Linked DNA regions of Mus musculus: region 2 is linked to region 1. The links are chromatin contacts, called in public HiChIP or PLAC-seq maps. All regions are on one chromosome and are shown on one strand. The core of a region is the stretch at or near the end of the contact, and the rest is flanking DNA. Distances in the headings are between cores, read along the strand shown.

Region 1 (6,516 bases), core at 2,608-5,107:
ACTACTGTGTTGCTCAAATTCTCCCACTGCTGTGACAGAATGCCTGATTTACCTTAAGGGAGGAAGGATTCTTTAGCTCATAGCTTTGGAGATGGCTGCAGTCGATCATGGCTGGGATGGAGAGGAGTGGACCACCTCATATACCTGGGAAGGAGAGGAACGTGGGCGAAGAGAAGAGAGGAGAGGAGAGGAGGGGGAGGGGGAGGGGAGGGGGAGGGGGAGGGGAGGGGAGAGAGAGAGAGAGAGAGAGAGAGAGAGAGAGAGAGAGAGATATCCTACGTTGTTGACTGGCTTTCTTCATTTCTCTCTTTCTTCTAAGTCCCTAGCCTGTAAGATAACACCATTTATACTGAGACTGAGACCCGCCCCCTCCCCACTCCTTAGTCATCTCTGGGAATTTCCTCACAGACATTCTTAGAGGTATGTTTTAATTTTCAATGTGTTTCTCAGTAAGATTAAGTCGATACGGCAGGCTCTTCAGAAGTTCTGATGGAGACTGGGCTCCTCCTCAGGAGCAACCCAACACTCACTGATGTAGTTGACATTGTGTTGAGAGTCTTAGTTGAAAGTCCTCAGCTTCCAACAGCTCCAGACTTTGAAGAATGGGGATCTCAAACAGCAGTAGGTGGCCACCTACTGGCCTTTGGAATCCTGGGAAGCAATTTTTATTTTTTTTAAAGACAGGACTTCATGGGTGCTAGGATTTCTGGTGTGTGCCACTGCCCCAGGGAAGGATTCTGACTCTACTGTTTAGTGAGTGTGTGAACTTAGGCACAATTCCTTCTTTGTTCTTGGACACACTTAGCGTGCTTTAAGCTCTGGAGACAAAGCAGTAAGGACACCAAGCTCAGGCACAGCCCTTGCCTTTATGGAAACTACAATCATGACAATTAAATAATTATAGATTGCCAAATACAATATAAGTAATATAAAGTAAAATGAAAGTGCTTCTCAAACTGTAGTGTGGGACCTTGTAGAAAGGCAAAGTTTAGCTGATCTACATATCTAGAAAGCTCTTTTCCATGTTTAGAATGTAAAGAATCCCACAGGCACTGTTTTAGAAGTTTTGGTCTTGTGTAGTGTAGGAGTGGAAGGGCTAACCTTAGATACACAGCAAGTTTGAGCCCAGCCTGGACTACAAGAGACCATGTCTCTAAAAAACAGAAGACAAGAAAACAAGCAAGCAAACAAACACAAAACCAACATAGTAATAAGGCTGAAGCTATCACATGGCACACAGCAGACACTTCTCTGAGACTGCTGCTGGCTACTCCAGGCTGCCCTCTCTTGTATCACAACCCTTTATTTTTGATCCTTGCTGATTACTGCCATGTTGTTAATGTATTGTCTATTTTAGATTGCTTTAAAGAATTATTTATTTCATGTATATAAATAAGTACATTGTAGCTGTCTTCAGACACACCAGAAGAGGGCAGCAGATTCCTTTACAGATGGTGTGAGCCACCATGTGGTTGCTGGGAATTGAACTCAGGACCTCTGGAAGAACATTCAGTGCTCCTAACTGCTGAGCCATCCCTCTAGTCCTTGTTTTCTATTGTAAACTGTAAAGTATGGGAACCCAGGTGGCTCTGAACTTGGGTAGGTGAGACCATTAGGAAATGCCACTTTATAGGCTGCTGACCAGCCCTGCTGTCTGGTTGTTTCTGGCTTGTCAGTCAGTGGAGAGTCAGCAACAGCTAGACACTAGTGAGGTCAGATGTATGAGGCTACCCCTTCAGTAAAAAGACAGATGTTTGACACATCCGTCCCATTAGCTGTCTGGTGGCTTTTTTTCCTGGGCTAGCTGCCTATGTGTTGATTTCTTCTAATGGGTAATGAGTTTCCTGAGAGCTGGAACTCTTTTTTGGGGGGTGATGTCTGACAAAGCTTGGACAGACAGTAGGAATTCGGTGATATCATGGGGATGTATGTAGCAGTTCTATGGAGGTGTACCATATGGGTTAGCAGTTCTATGGAGGTGTACCATATGGGTTAGCATGGTGTGGCAAGGGTTGAATGAGGCTGAGAGATGGAAAAGGATCTTCAGAGACCAAGAGTTAGTTGATTTGTTAGAGGAGAATACTCATTGAGAGGGGACACTTAAATGAGCAAGAAGACGAGCATTTTAGGGGCAGAGCCAATGATACCTTGACTTGTTTAAACATAAACTCTATATTTGATTGACAGACTTTCCTGCTCCAGGTACAGATGAACTGCTATTTAGTTTTCTTTTAAAGGTTCTCTTACACTTATATACTTGCACTTGCATGGACTGGTCTACACACCACACACACACACACACACACACACACACACACACACTCAACACAAAATAAGATGAAACGGTTGTGGTAAATCACACTCAACTCAAAGATTTGCTTCCCATACTGCAGAAATGTAGAAGTCCAACGTTAAGAGTAATAAAAATTTATGAAGTGACAAGTTGGACACGGGTGGGTTTATCTGAGGGTTCAGGGGTCTTATTTTAAGGCCAGAGCCCCCAGGTGCTCTTCTTCCTCTTTGCAAGTGACAGTTGTGGTTGCGCAAGGACTTGGGCTGTCCCTGGTGAACTGTTAACCAGGCTGGAACAAGCAGCCACATGTGCCTGTGGATTTCCTCTCAGCTCTACTGAGGAGGCAGCAGATGGTGTTGGGGGGAGCATGGTGGCTGTTGGCTGGGCCAGCTTTTGAGTAGTGCTAATTCTGACTTCCGCCCTCCATCTTCCACACATTGTTTTTGATTTCTGTCTGATAATTCTCCTTTGGACACACATTTTGTCTGGGGGAAGGGGTTGGACAAGATGGGTCTCTAGAACTGGACGTCATCCTACTTTTCAATGACTCCTAATCGGGAGGATGCTTTTATACTTGGTCTTTGGGGAGCATCAGAGGCCACTTACTTTTCCCCATTTGTACTGATAAAAGCTCACTGGTGACACAATGAATTAGACAGCCATGTTTAACCTCTTTAGGGTCACTGCCAATCTGAGAAGGTCTTTAAACTGCTTTTCCTCTTGATAGAACACCATACTACATTGATTCTGACATTGATTGCACCCTGGACAAAGTCACAATGACTTCTTATAGCTCAAGGATAAAGTCTCTATTCCATTCTGCCTTCCCCAGTCTGGACTTTTCTTCTTAGCCATGTATCCCATTTTCTGCACCAACAAGACGGGTGAACTCACTGTCTCAATGCCCATAAATCCCATCCATGGTGTGCCCTGTACAGAGCTCTGAATGCTGGTCACACATGTTTATTTTCCTCTCTGAACTCACTAGTGGGAGCTGGTGGGAGCTAACCCACCCCAACCTTCTAGTGATCCCTTCCAACCTCTTTTAGCAAATCCTTGAACACCTTATCACCATCACCATGTCCTCATCTGGGCCTATCTCTCAAGCTTTGATAATTTAAGTTCTCCTCCCTCAAGGAAGACTATAAGCTCCTAGAAGGCAAAGATATCTGACCCATACCACAGTGCTCTGCAGGTCAATAAACAACTAAAGTGTATTATGAAGAACCCAACTAGTATAGAAGGAATTATAATTTTTCTTAAAGATGACCTTGAAGATCTCACACTTGAAAATTCCAATAACACCAGCAATCTGTGTACTTGAAATCGATAAACTTAGTCATGAGTAGACTTTTGTACCAGCCTGGTTTGGAACACACAGTCAGTGTTCCAAACGCACGGTGGGAGGAACCTCTCCAAGGGTCGCAGAAACGGGGCTGTGTTCCTATCGCTGCTGTAAACTAGCTCTGGTGTTGCCCATGAGTGAAGCTGTACTCTTGGAAGCTCTGATCTCTCATCTGTGTGAAGCAGAGTATACTCAGCCTAGATAACAGAAAGACAGGATGAGGCTGGGCCATAATGGTGTGTGGCTCATGCTGTTGTCTAAGTTTAAACCTTGATGCCTGTTTCCTGTTTTCTCTCCATGACACTGCCCCTCCCCCTCCTATTCCCCTCCCCCTCTCCCTTCCGTTTCCCTTTCACTTTAAGTGTCAGCAAGACTGATAGCGATCTCCCTTTCTTTTCATTTCTTCTCTTGTTCTAACCACACTTCAGTGTGTCCTCTTTAGATAAACATTTCTCCTGCCACAGGTGCAAAATGTACACACAAGCTTCAGTTTGTAGCACTTCCAGGATTTTTCACTAAAAATGGAGGTGCGGTGGGGTGGTGGGGTGGTGGGGGGACTCTTTGACCCATGAATACATTTTCTTGTAATTAAACAGTGTGTCTCCACTAAAGAGTGCCAAGCTTTTCATAAGCATGGCTCCACTCATCTCTCATCTCCTGTCAGCTATTAGGGCTTTAGGGTGTGGCTGAGAAGATGTCCATTGAGCCAACCCATGGGACGACTGGGAAATTGAGACTTGGAGCACTCAGCAATTTGTCCTAGGGGTTTGACTGTGCCTTGTAGAGTTGGGGAGTGAAACGTGGGGCATGAGTTTCTGGCCCCTTCTCTAACTGCAAGCAGGGAAACAAGTCTGTGCAGGGTCTCAGGAAGAGAACCGATCCCAGTACAGGCACGAAAGGGTGCTGCCTGAGGATTAGGGAGTGATGAGTGAGGCTGGCCTTAGGATCTGACTGGAGACAGGCGAAGGAAAGAGGATTTCTCTGATTGAAGACCTTTCTAGACAAAGAAAAGGGAAAGCTTCCATTCTTCAAGACAAAAAGAGGTTTAAAAATACATATACAGGCCACTTTTAACTGTGTGGTGGTGTCCAGTGCTAACTACCAAGCTGCATTTATATGCTTCCGATATCCCAGCATCTCTCTGAGGTCTAGTTAGAAATGGATTTATCAGGAAGCTAATAGAGCTTAAGTACCTACCTGTACCCCTTAAAACTCTGGAACGCCTTGGTAATCGGCTCACATGGTATCGCTTGCAGATTGTGAAAGTAGGGATTTCTCGTTTTTTCTTGCTTTTGTCAAGAAAGTAAAATACATTAGACTTTTGTTGTTCATTTGATACATAACTTTAAAGGTACTTAGTGTGTGGGCAATATGCATTCTTGTTTCAGATGCTAATAAATGAGCTGTATTTCATTTCAACTTGTATTTTTTTAAGAGCACTCCCCATCTTGTTCCAAACATTTAGAAATTAATCCCTAGAATCAGCATTTCCCAAAAATACCAAGTTGTTTCTCCTGGCAAGGACACATGTAGGGCCTCTGGCTGGCATCGTGAGGTACAGGTAGAGGGCCGTTGTGTGAGTGTTCTGTCTTCCTTGCTGTCTCTCTCTCTCTCTCTCTCTGTGTGTGTGTGTGTGTCTGTCTCTGTCTCTCTCTCTGTCTCTGTCTCTCTCTCTGTCTCTGTCTCTGTCTCTCTCTCTCTGTCTCTGTCTGTCTCTGTCTCTCTCTCTCTCTGTCTCTCTCTCTCTCTCTCTCTCTCTCTCTCTCTCTCTCTCTCTCTCTGTGTCCTGCTGCCCTCCTCTGGGTTTCTTTTCTTCTCCCCCACCTCAAAGCCTGCAAGTCTGAACCACAGGCATCCGCTAACAGCATCACAAGGCTCTTGCTGGGAGACCTCCTCAGGATGGGTCAAGGTCAAGGTCAAGATTCCTTCTGAGTGTCGCGGCTTGGTAAAGCAGAGTAGAATATTTGGGGATATTATTTGTATCAGACTAAATCTGTTTAGGAAAGAGGTTTCAAACAACAACAACAACAATGGGGACTAGGTATTGACAGATATAATTCAGAAAGTTTTGAGTTTTGGTCAGTGGTACCAAGCTAATTGCTAGGTGGTTCCAGTTCTGGTAAGAACCTGATCTTGAAGCCTGTTAATCATTCAGGTTCCTTGGTAAGGCCAGGGAGATTTTAAACTGAAGATGCCCAGAGAGTGGACCAGGAAACACCTGGTCCTGTAGTGAGTGAGTGGTTAATAGAACCTCGGGGAAGAACTCCTTCTGATGCTCAGAAGGATGGCACAACTTCCAGTTAAAGGCCTGGAGGTTAAAAAGATGGAAGTGGAGTCTTTTTGAGGCAGCAGGCCTTGTGGTTAAGACCATTATACCAATGTTGTTTGGGTTTGATTCCCAGCAACTCCAGGTAACCTAGGGCAAGAAGCCTACCCTCTCTTGGCGTGGTTTTCTCCTCTATAAAATGAGGATGATATTAAATTTTCATAGAGTTTTTTCCTCATGAGTTAGTCTATATAATACACTTAGTATATCATGCCATATGCTATTATTATTCTTTCAATAAGATGAAACTTGCTCATAGTGAACTTTCCCTAGAAATACTAATAATACTAATTTTAGGACACTGGTAGAGAAAATGGTGTTTCAAGAGTGCCTAAAGATACACTGAAGGAAGCTTATGGAAAAGTAAAATAATTTGAACAGTCTGCTTTCTCCAGCTAGCTATAGACCAGCACAGACCAGTAAGCGCTGAAAAGGTCCTCCCACAGACCAAGGCTAACTGAGCTAGGTACACAATGCAATACGTCCTTTCTGTCTGCAGGCAGTGAGGCCCTGTGAATACCATAGAGGGATTCTTCCAGGAAACGCCATATT
Region 2 (6,516 bases), core at 2,942-5,441, 370 kb after region 1:
AAGGGTATGCTAACCCTGAGAACTTTATATTTCTTTATATTTCCTATACAAGTCATATACATATATAGAGTTCCTAACTCTGTATTTAGGAACTCTTTTATAGACAAGGTTACCAATCTAATCCAGTAGCTATGTGTAGGCAGGCAGGCGATGTGTGAACACAGTGACCCTTCTCTCTTGCAGAACAGCATTATCTTATCACAGCCTGCTCCTATAGACTTTAAGACAGATTGATTTTCATTAAAAAATGGATTTTAAAAATAATTACTTTAGAATATTATGTCAACAGTTCAAGACCTTCGACAAATAGCTGAAAAGTGTGTCTGGTCCTGAGTTAGGAAGCTCCTGTGACTGCTTCATTTCTTACCATTGAATGGGCTTTTCCTATACTTCTGTACTCAGAATACATGGACTTTTTGTTTATTATTGATGAAATGAAATAATAATCAAATGGTTGAATTATGGCATTATATTACACGAATACTCTGATTTTGTGTTCTGTATTCAACTTTTTAAAGAACTCTAAAAGTTATTTTAGCTTTATAGGTTGGTTGTACTTGCCAAAAAACTAAATATGGAAGAAAATATATTTGCTGGTGGACTTTAGGTGTAATTTATCAAACTTTCACCTACCAGTTTGCACTGAAAATTTATTTCTTGACTTTTCATAGTAGTTATAAGGATATTTTTAAATTTTGCTTTAAAATAATAATACACAACAAAGTTCCCTACAGGTAGATTCTTTTATCCTCCCTAGAAAATAGAAGAATTTGAAGAAATAGAAAATGTGCCCATTTCTGGGAATATGGATAGAATTCTTTATCGGTCCCATTTAAAGCTGCCTTCAAGGATTGTATTAAACTTAATTATGAAAGATTACAAGCGAGATGATATGTAATTGGTACCAGCTGCAGTCCGTATTGGAAAGCATAAATATAAATGAAATTACTTATTTATTTTTTATTTACTATTCAAATGGCAGTCTTCAAACGAGTGACACTAACCAGGCCTTATTATTTCTGTTCTGCAGTGTCTGGGTACCTCTGTAATAACAGCAGTGGAGGTACGTACCCTGCTTCTTCAACCCTCAAGAACCTAAAGACTTAGAGCAACACAGTCAGTATTCTTTTCTCGATCTAATTAGGAGTGGACTGTGTTCCATCAGAATTAGTGATCTGGGATGAAATTCTCAAGGAAACCTACAGAAGTTTTAAACATCTGTATCTATTTATCCAATTTCTTGCTGAGAGTCATCATTACGGTTTTTTTGTTTGTTTGTTTGTTTGTTTTTTAGGGCAGAAGAAAGAACTCTAAGGAAGAGGTGGCTGCACCTGGGGAGGGCGGCTGGGTGGTGTGCTCAGCAGCGGGGCAGGACCCATGGCTGAGGCTGCGTTCAAGCTCCTTTCCCTCTCATCCTGGTATATCCGGTCTCTTTCGGCTTCCGGCAACTGTAAGAAATTCTGCATAGCCCGAAGGTTTACCAGCAGAGACTGGGATGCAGTCTTGGGGTCCTCTTCCTTTCGGAGGATTTCAGAAAGCAATCCCTGTAGGGGAAGAAAGACATGGGGTGAGGTTCTGCATAGCCCCTGCCTTCGCCTCACCCTTTAGAAAGTGAGCAGTCAGAGGCTTTGAGTCTGTATAGGAATATATTAGCTACAACTGAAGTAGCGGAGAAGAGAGCCTCAATTGTATCCTTGCTTTTACTTAGCATCTGCTTTACATATAGCAGAAACTGAACCGGCCTAATTGGTCTCATTCCTTTGAGTAGCTTAACTTGCCGTGAAATCTTTCACTGAGAGATGGTCGAGAGAAGTTAAGAGTAAGTAAAAATCCCCGTACGTAGTACAACAACATCGAACTGTATAGTTCTCAAGCTTCCAGACAAAGGCACGGGGCAACCAGCAGCTCACCATGTTAATGCACAAGGCCATTTCTAGGGGGGGTGAGCCAAGCATTTGAGGCAGATACCAGAAAACAAGCTGCAGCACAATGAAGACCACTCAAACTTTTGTCTATATAGATGATATTTTGTCGTTCCTTAATTTTCAATTTACAAAGTGTCACAGGTAGTCATTAAGTTGCTGTTTAAAGGGAAATGGACTGCCATGGGAAACTGTAAAACTTTCTATGCTATACCGATAGGTAACAGGTTGGAAACTTCGCACGTCAGAAACCACAGATCACACCTGAAATAATTAACTACTCTTCCACACTGTAAAAATCTATCCCAGAATTTGACATATTGAAAAGAGTATCATCAAACTAAAAGTCACTATTAGCAACAGCAGAAACTTACAAACTTCTAGAATCTTCTCTTAAGGTGTTTTTCTTCCCTCAATAACTCAGTATTACAATATGTTTGTTTTTCTTTGGGGGGGAATTTATTATTTAAATGGGTGATTTCCTTCTGATGTATCTGAAGAGTATGAAGTCCAAGAACAGCAAAGGCTGCGCTGTCTCCAGGATAATAAGACTTAGAAGTCATCGTCAATCTGTAGCCTGCTTTCTTTACTTAGACATATTATCATAGTATAGTTACATCAGTTATCGTGATAGTAGTAGAATTACATCCAGATTTTTGCACAATTTGAAATCTACCTCTACCCAAACCCTAAAGAAATGGTCAAAAAATGTATATTTGAGTGAGAGAAGGTAAAATAGACTCCCCAAAATTTTAACTCTTGGAGATCCTTTCAATTTCTCATCAGTGCATCATGCTGCCTGATATACTGATACAGTACTTATTACAGATAAGAACACTGTCCCTTTAAAATACATCATTTGATTTATAAGCAGCTTCTTAAGGAGGGAAGAAATGTCCACCAAGCTCTGGGGAACTGAGTTAGTCACAAATAAATCTCACAGTTGGTCTACTGCAACCAAAGCCTGGATTTATGTCTGGACTTTCATAAGAAATGTTCCTTAAGAATTGAGGCATTTGTCCTTTTGGCCATGAGACTAACTAGTAACTGCAACTCTGTCTACTGACAACCAAACATCCTGTCAACTGACCTCAGATTCAAACAGGCAGTCAGCCATCCCACTCTTTAACCTGCACTAGGACAACTGATTAGACTATTTCTGATGTGTCTTATAAAAAGAAACAAGACACATCACACTGAAAGTCTATGCCACTGTTCCCACAAAATGTTACATACTTAAAAAACGGACAAACAAAAACTACTTGAAAACAAGGCATGATACCATGCCTGTAGTTCCAGCACCAAGAAGGCTAAAACTGTAAGATCATGCTTTTGAGGCCAGTCAGACTACACAGTAAGACCTCGTCTCAAAAACATACATACATACATGGAACAGACAAAAACATGGCTGGTAAAGCAATATATAGCAATTGCATAGGAATACATATAATATAGAAAATGTCATGAAATCCTCAAGGATAATAGTATAGTTAATTTTGTCTGTCTAACTCAATGCCTTATGCTTAAAAGTTGTTGATAAGTACTAAAGTAATTATGTGTATATAGACTGCAGAGATGAAAAAGGGAACACTAGAATATATTGAAATGGTCATTATCAGCTAAGACTACTGTTACTAAAGAACCAAGGCCATGGGCTCTTTCAGCCAAGGCACTCAGTAGTGGCTTTGCTCTGTGAAATGCCAATCTGCACAGTGTTACTAACTAGTCAGTAAATTAGAAAACAAATCAGGGCAAAAGATACCCTATAAATATTTAGGGTATAATATTTAATTTTTTTTGTACATCAGAGCACTTGATATTAGACATCTAACAATCTCAAAATGACAAAGTAATATTTTATATATGTCTATTAAGAATATTCCACAGCAGAAGTATAGTGAGTAAGCCAAACCTGTCAGAAAAAACAAAACAGAACACAGAAACATTTTCCTTCAAGTCTTGTTAACAGAAGACTCACCAGGGGTGTGGCTCAGCCAGAAGACATCACCACTTGGGTGAGAATCTGAAGTCAGCAAACCTTCCCATTTAAGCAGAGAAGCGTTGCCTCTGAGGGGCCCTTTCCCCAAATGTAACCATAGCTTTGAGTGAAGGCAGGTGTCCTGCCTGGAGTGTGCCAAGACAGTGTTCCCAACCCCAGACATTCAAGGAGCTCCATAGCAGCCAGTGGAGACAGAAAATCTACTGTTTCAGACAATCTACTGTTTCAGACAATCTACTGTTTCACAAACTTTTTTTTTTTCTTTTTGGCCCAGAGCTTTCAATGAGGGGAGTGCCCCCTGGTGGAAATGCCTGAAAAATATTGTTAGAAATCATATGATTTAGTGTTAATTTTTAAAAATGACTTAAGAGCAATGTAGAATAATCTGGATGCAAATGGCAGCTGTTAGGATGCAGGCACTAGAGTGAAAGTCTGGGTCCTGTTCCAGTTGTAGTTCGAATGGCTGATGAATTCAGTGTCTATGTGGTCCCTTTTCCCAGGTGATATAGGTCAGATATAGTGCAGTCTTGCCAGGGAAGGTTAAGGTCATTAGTATTAATTTCTCATGACTGACTGATCCAGACATCATTACCAACAATCTAGCATACTAAAGAAACAGTACGGAAAGACCACACACCCTGTCACATTACAGTACCAGCTGAGGTACCCAATTAAAGTACAGCCAATCTGTGTCCCATAGGTGCTTCAATAAAGTCACTGAACTAAATTAGGTAAAATCAGTAATCTTGTTTCTAAAAAGAAGTGAAACAAAAGACGTGCATGTTATGAAGGGGGTTCCCAACACGTCACAAATATTATTCTCACTAGAAATAAGAATCTGGCGTTCACTGGGTGGTCAGATCGTACAAATAATTAGATTTGTGTTGTATGTATGAAAACATAAAATTATTCTACTCTGTCATTACTTAGTGGCTAACGGAGAGCCCTGATGTTTTTCAATTAAAGAATACATTTACTGATAAATTCCTAAACCTTTCTATTTTACATTCCGACAAAGAGTTACACAAGTTATTACAAGTAAAATTCATTACTGATTGCAAAAGAAAGAAAACCTCCAATAAATATTATCAGTCCTTCCAAAGGCTCATTATAAATTCTTTAAAACAGCAGATAAGTTAAAGGGACGGCCAATCTGAACAAAAAGCCTGTCTGGCCTCCAGTTTGTCTCCTCTTTGAACATAATCACTGATTAAAATAGATTTTATCAGCTCTGTGGAACTTCAAAGCTCTTAGGGAAAAAAAAAAAAAAAGATTTCAGGAACCCGCCCTCCCTCCTAAGAGAAAGACAGAATATTCTCCAGGCTACTGGCCTGTTTGGTGAGTTCTTGGTCATGTGTCCAGGTGAAAGACTATTTTCAAGCTCCACCTGCTCATGGCCTCACGCCAAGCAAGCTGTAAGGAGATGCATTCATCTGTGTTCCTTGGTAGGCTCATCAAGAGCTGTCACACCAGATAATGGCACCTTTCTACCTATTATCCAACTGTGATATGGAGAGTGGACTTTTCTTAAATTACCCTGAAGAATGATAGGAAGACAGTAGTGATTTCTGTTATACTTAAAGCAGGTGAATTTCTTTCTCTCCACCACATAATTCACAGAACTCAAATTCAATAAAACATTACAGGATGGTCCATTACTGTTATCAGTTTTGAATAATCCATCTTAATTCTTTATTTTACTGGAAAATAAAGTGTGCCAAAGGCAGAAAGGAGAGAAAAGAGGTGGGGGAAGCCACTGTGCAGGATCAGAGTTAATCTCTGGGTTTTATTTAAAATTTTAAAGAAATACATCTTCTTGTATCACAGCCTTTAAATGACAGTATCAGAGAGAGGTGAATTTAAAACTGTTAAGTTTTGAAGCACTGGCGTTCACTTCTGGCCATAGATTTCCATTAAAAAGATATCACGTAGACAGAACTGAATGGATGGCATATGCTAAAAGCTACTATCTTCAGTAGCGATTAAATAACATATGCCTATCATTCAGAAAGGGAGGATTCCTTTAAACAAGTCATTATATAAATTTCACCTTAACTTTTCAGAAATGGTAGGCTTCCTGTTCAACATTGTATGTGACAGTCTTGGGGGGATTAAGGTTTAGTCTGGGAAGCCCTATTAACATGATGAGGAGAGGCTCAAGCGCTAAAACAGGAAATCCAGGATTTTTAAAGTTGTCAATGACTAAACCAATTCTCCATTCCTAACCGTGCCGCCTACTACACCAATGTTTTACCGAACCCTGGGCAGGGTGTAGGGCCTCTCCCTACCCGTATCGGAACTTTGCCTTTTTTACCCACAGCTTTTAACAGTACTGTTTGAACCCAGCCGGGTTGCAAGGGAGCTGCAGTGAGCACACACCAACTTGAGATGTGCAGTCCAACTGCAGAGCTCTCTCGCTACATATGCATCAGCATGTGTATTTTCGTACTGCACGCTCACACCCTACTCTCACTCTGCACCTGCTTTTATTGAAATGCATACACTCTGAAATAAACACACTACATGCATTCATATGAATGTATAATCACTGAACTAAATGCAGCTGCGTGTGGGCGCGTGCGTGTGATTTTTTTT

The links. HiChIP or PLAC-seq counts read pairs in DNA pulled down with a chosen protein or histone mark.
Region 2: a contact with region 1 is called in a RAD21 HiChIP or PLAC-seq map of pro-B cells, with 9 times the contacts expected there. The contact joins two enhancer-like sites. A contact is called at or near these places in 1 of 15 datasets of contacts at CTCF or cohesin (pro-B cells), 12 of 484 Hi-C or Micro-C datasets (the C10 cell line, the HPC-7 cell line, the N1E-115 cell line and 7 more) and 4 of 115 datasets of contacts at active chromatin or transcription factors (embryonic stem cells, forebrain, large pre-B cells and 1 more).

What each region holds. Positions count from the first base shown.
Region 1 is chr17:51,404,639-51,411,154 of GRCm38.p6, forward strand. No RefSeq gene overlaps it. Among named protein-coding and RNA genes, the nearest start is that of C330011F03Rik, 40 kb to the right of the region's middle. Within about 2 kb of position 3,858, at least 90 of the 459 cell types and tissues checked have an H3K27ac peak or open chromatin away from gene starts, as enhancers often do. A contact at or near this core is called in pro-B cells, where this site is marked.
Region 2 is chr17:51,773,875-51,780,390 of GRCm38.p6, forward strand. It overlaps Satb1 (special AT-rich sequence binding protein 1), which reads right to left. Exons shown (of 11, transcript NM_009122.2): 8 at 1,332-1,544. Among named protein-coding and RNA genes, the nearest start is that of Satb1, 56 kb to the right of the region's middle. Within about 2 kb of position 4,192, at least 6 of the 459 cell types and tissues checked have an H3K27ac peak or open chromatin away from gene starts, as enhancers often do. A contact at or near this core is called in pro-B cells, where this site is marked.